Linked DNA regions of Danio rerio: region 2 is linked to region 1. Evidence: chromatin contacts called from public Hi-C data. All regions are on one chromosome and are shown on one strand. The core of a region is the stretch at or near the end of the contact, and the rest is flanking DNA. Distances in the headings are between cores, read along the strand shown.

Region 1 (2,700 bases), core at 88-2,587:
TTACATTACATGGGGAGCTAGTGGCTGAGATGCACAAGAAAAGAAACCAAAAAGCCACTCTGGCAACCTGCTTACATCTTTTTTTATCTCCTCACTGCTGCTCGTCACTGTTTTCATTTTCATGTGTGTTGTTGAAAACTATGTGCGCGTTACGTGCATGCCGCTTGTCGCCACCAAGCCTTGTGCCTTGATTGCCAATAACCCTAAACTTATTGACATTCCTTCCAATGTGCACGCTCCGCAGCCACATTTTAATAAAGCTGAAGCACTTCATACCGAAACTTCATAACATGCTTTTTATCATTATTGTCAATGGTGTTCGTTCAGTTAATATCAATATCGTTTTATCTGCCCAGCCCTAACGACACCTGTTCTTGTCTTATTCTTGACAATTTAAAAAATCTTTTTTGATCCACTTGGAATGTTGACATTTGTAATACATTTTAAATTATAACAGGTTGACCAAACTTGGAGCATCTCGTTACATTTATGCAATCATGCTATTTGCTTATGCATTCAATGCCTCTCAAGGCATCTAAGGTGAAAACAACCAAAAAGGGGATGAAAAAAAGATGTCCTGGAGTTCCTGGTATTCTGTTCAGCAAGATTGAAGGTGAGTCAGAGCGCAGGAGCAAAACAGATGACTTGGCCTGCCGTTGATTCCTGCAAAACAGCAGATTTACTGTCCGCCTGACACCACGCTGAAGAATTTCAAACCCTTCGACAACCAGGGCCAGCCAAGGGAACGCTCTGCAAATGGACACAGTAGCGAATCTGAGCCCAGCAAGAAATATGGGCAATCTATTCCGACCGCCAATCCTCATTCCCATCCGTTAGCTGGTCGACAGTTTTGACCCCGAATAGGGTTATGTAGACCTCAGGAAAAACCTCATGACAGGGCTGCAAGCTGCCTTTGAGCTAAAGTGATTTAATCCAATTTTGACTGGATATTTTTAGGCTCTGTAATGTGCTCCACCAGCCAGAAGCTCCCGGGATTGTGGTTTTCTTTGGATCCTGAGATGTTCCTCACACCTGTAACATGGAAGACAGCTGCTCCCCCAATGAGCCATGTACTCTACGCCATCTAAATCATACAGGCACTTGGATGGAAACCTGAATAAGAAATGAAGCAACGTAACTCGCTTTATTTCCATCTCTCATGAGCATAACCATTTTTATTCTGTAGCAGGTGACGTATTGGCGTCTTAGGAGCCCCCTAATGCTGGCCTGTACCCCATGTTTTGTTTTGTTTTTTTATATAAAAGCTGCTCTGCTGACATCACTGGCCATGTGGGATGAGAGCAGGGCTTGGAAAGCAAAGCACGCTTGGCTGGAACCCGGCAGCCGGACAATGCAGCCTGTGTCCTCCTAAAGCGCCAGCTGGAGTGGAACTTCAAATCCTCTCTCCAACTTTTTCCTGTCTTTTTTCCCCCCTCTCTTTCTTTCCCTTCTAGCAGGCCTCAGTTCCTCTCGCTCTGAAATTGCTTTTCTCTCCTCGTCTGCTTACCGTGCAGCAGTGGATCACTGGGTAATCAGGGGGCAGTAATTGCTGGGCTTGCTGACCCAATTTTTATAGTCAGGCTTGGTGAAGTTTGCTGGTCCGCTGTCCGCAGTTTTGCACAGGACATCCAGTGAACTTCATTGTCTGTTGTGGCCCTGTCCAACAAAAAAAAAAAGTGTCTCATACATGTACAGTAATGGCTCAAAAACAACATGCTTTTAATTTCAACCTGACAGTAGAAGAGATTAATGTCTCAAAAAAAAAAAAAAAAAAAAAGCAAGGATTGTCTGTTCGGCTGGTCTTTTGACACGGGTGGTCGTAAATGTTCATGGGCAGATAGATGAGATTACTAATGACTGCGCTCCCGCTTCGGTTTTTACTCTCAAATAACTACTTGTTAATCACTTTTATATTGTCACTCACCACATAAAAGCCGCCCATATGGGTCATGAAATATATTGTTGGAGACATCAAATCGGTTGAATTGCAGTTTTACGGCGATGCTCCCCAGAGATGTGATTGATACCGTGGCACTTGGGATGCTGGAGTGGGAAGTTGGCCTCATTTAGCCTTCCAGCAACTTCTTTTGGAAGTAGGCTTTAATATGAGGGTCATTCCTGGTACTTCATATCCAGCTGTTTTTATGTCGTTTTTCCATTCTCTGCTTACACAGGTGCTGTTTTAATTAAATGTTTGTGTTAAGATTTAAACATAAATGAAACTTCTTTTAGATCTGCTTTCTGATAAAACTGTGATGTATAGATTAAATCACGGTCACCATTTTTCATCTCTGCTCTTTTTTAAAATTTCTTTCACCCTGTTGTTCTGTTTGTGTGTTTGCTGTGGTCTGCATTGCCCTCTGCAGGACCCTATGGATGTTGCACGCTCTGTGATCGTCATCCGCTCTCTGGTGCCTGGAGGGGTGGCCGACAATCATGGTGGGATTTTCCCCGGTGACCAGCTGGTTTTTGTCAATGACACCCATCTAGAAACATGCTCTCTGGCCCAGGCTGTTGAGGTCCTCAAATCTGCTCCACCTGGAAAGGTCTACCTTGGCATCAGGAAGCCTCTGGCGGTAAGAGCCAATATGTTATTATGGCTCTGTTAGGTATATATTCAAGATTTCTTTACATCATTAAAATGCTTTTTTATGCCATAATGTCAATTATATCTCTATTTACTATTATTTGTACATTTAT
Region 2 (2,700 bases), core at 17-2,516, 300 kb before region 1:
CCAAAAATTTTAATTCAGTTTATAGCTACTTATCCTCGTGTTATTACAATTCCCTGAGACCTTCATTTATTTTCAGATTTCCGATAAAATCTGACAGCTCTCTATCTATAGACAGTAAAGGTCCAACATTTTTGACAATGACTGTTTTTGGTTCCTTTTTCTGGACTTTGAACTTCTGGACCGTTGCTCTCTCTTGAGGATGAGAGAGCTATCAGATTTGATCTAAGATATCTTAATTTGTGTTCTGAAGATTAATGAGAGTCTCAGGGGATTGAAACGACAGGAGGGTTGATAATTAATCATTGAATTATCATTTTTGAGTAAATTATTCCTTTAGGTTTATATTAGTAAGGAACAGGGAGAGTGAAGGTTCTGGAAATGTGAAATTACAGATTCTTAAAAATCAATTAGTGAAATAGGCTAAAGTAATAATGCACAATAGCTTGTTTATTAGACAACCAGAAGATAGAGAAGAAATACTAAATTCTTTATCTGCTCATTGGTAGCTCATTCCATCAGAGAGGATGGTGAAGAAAATAATGAGAGAGCTCTCAGATTTCATCTAATCTATCTTAATTTGTGTTCTGAAGATTAGCAAGGGTCTCAGGGAATTGAAATGACAGGTGGGTTGATAGTTAAAAACAGAATTTTCATTTTTAAGTGAACTATTCCTTTAAGTTTCTGTTTCAAGGGTGGTGGATGGTGAAGGAAATATGGATTTTTAAAGGTATGGTTCACCCAAATCTGACGTTTTCTCACCCTTACTTGTTCTATACCTGTTTGATTTACTTTCTTATGTTGAACACAAAGGCATATGTTCTGGAGAAAGCTGAAAACTAAACTTTGATTACCATAACATTTGTTCTCCCACCATGTATGGTAATGGTTACAGGTTTACAGCTTTCTTCAAATATATATTTTTAGTGTTTAATAGAATGAAAATGAACTTATTATCATATCTGGAAAAAAATAGCTTGAGTTAAAAAAAAAAATCTACCTCTTTATTTGACCAACATACAGAAAAAAAATTCGAGAAATGTTCAAGGGTCAGTCTTGAACTGGCTTCATTCACATCTACCCTTCATCACAGATGAGCTCAACAGAATCTGCTTGCACTGATGCATTTGCACCTGCGTAATAAGGCGATTGTCTTGGGATGGTGGTTGTAGTTAATTTTCATCTCCGTCACCTGTCGGCTCCTGCATGCTGCGAGCCGAGCGCACGCGCGCATGTGTGTGTATGTTTGGGAGAGGGACTTGTTTCCATATCCAGCTGTGTGCTCCGAGCTGCGAATGTTTTTTTTCCTCCTCCTCCTCCTCCCAGCCCGGAACAGCTGTCAGGTGTCTCGTAGTGTTTTTTAAAGTGTTTAGGGTGGGTAGGTTGCCTTGCACATCTGTTTGTCTGCTGTTTACGTGCGCGCCCGATGCCTTTGCATTCTCTCCATTGATGTTAGTGTCTTTGCGCAGTCCGTATCTGTGCTGAATGAACGCACGTATGCCGTGAACAGCGAGCATGAGGTCTGCCGTGCTCCTGGCGCTCTGTGCTGCGATCAAACAGAAGGAATGAGGGGGAGGGTGAAAACGTGTTATATATACCCAGCATATGCCTGCCTATTGCAACAGCTTGCATATGGACCGTACTTGCCTGAAGGCTTGTTTTTAAGAAAGACTCTCCGCGAGTTCTGGACATTGGCGGACATGTGTAGTGGCAGGATTTCTTATCACAGATTTTTTTTTCTTTTTGATGGAATTCCCACATATTCAGATTTGGGATGCACTGATTGTGTGATTTATTTTTTGTAAAGGCCTATAATCAGAATTCTCCCAGACCTGAAAAAACTTTAAAAATATAAATGAAACAAACTCAAATTATTTTATTACATATATTATGTATGTAAAATGAAAGGTTTTATAAAACATTTGACACAAATGTAAAAATAATAATTTAATCATAATTTTATATGGGTTTATAATTTGTATGCAAGTTTTTTTTTAAGTATTATATTTTTTATGATAAATCCTTATACGTTAATCATGGTCAAATACATTAATATTAATGTTATGTACTTTTTAATAAATTAAAAATTATTTTGTTTATTATTTTGTTAATGAATTCTCTAAAAGTTTTCAAATTTCTTCTTAAAAAGCATTAAAAACTGCTAAAATGTTTATTTATTTATTTTTAGTAACCATGATGCATTTATTTGACTCCAAAGATCATTTATTTGCATATTTTACAACATTTTAAATGTCTTTAAATTTGCTTTTGATCAACTAAACGTATTTTCTTTGCTCTAATATAATAATAAATACATGCTTTAATAAAAAGAACTTCCTTTAAGTTAATAAGTTCTCTAAAAATTCAGAAATTTCTTCAAAAAAAGCTTTAAAAACTGCTAAAGTTTTTATTTTTTATTTTTAGAAACTGTGATGCATTTATTTTATGCTAAAGAACATTTTTTTTGCATATTTTACATCATTATAAATGTCTTTACGGTTGCTTTTGATCAACTAAATGCATCTTCTGTGCTATAATATAATAATAAATACATGCTACAATAAAAGTACATCCTTAATAAAATATAATCTAGAAAAAAACTTTTCTTTTTATTGAGGATTGTTAACAAATTCTCTAAAAGTTTAGAAATTTCTTCTCAAAAAGCCTAAAAAATGCTAAAATGTTTATTTATTTATTTTTTAG

What was found. A called contact is a pair of places that touch in the nucleus more often than the background predicts.
Region 2: a Hi-C map of skeletal muscle shows a contact between it and region 1, with 4 times the contacts expected there. The contact joins two enhancer-like sites. A contact is called at or near these places in 6 of 18 Hi-C or Micro-C datasets (caudal fin, embryo, fibroblasts and 2 more) and 1 of 4 datasets of contacts at active chromatin or transcription factors (caudal fin).

The regions. Positions count from the first base shown.
Region 1 is chr22:16,400,613-16,403,312 of GRCz12tu, reverse strand. It overlaps patj (PATJ crumbs cell polarity complex component), which reads left to right. Exons shown (of 44, transcript NM_001127185.1): 18 at 2,367-2,576. Among named protein-coding and RNA genes, the nearest start is that of patj, 49 kb to the left of the region's middle. Within about 2 kb of position 1,337, at least 11 of the 62 cell types and tissues checked have an H3K27ac peak or open chromatin away from gene starts, as enhancers often do.
Region 2 is chr22:16,704,112-16,706,811 of GRCz12tu, reverse strand. It overlaps a transcript of nfia not described here. Among named protein-coding and RNA genes, the nearest start is that of nfia, 19 kb to the right of the region's middle. Within about 2 kb of position 1,266, at least 15 of the 62 cell types and tissues checked have an H3K27ac peak or open chromatin away from gene starts, as enhancers often do.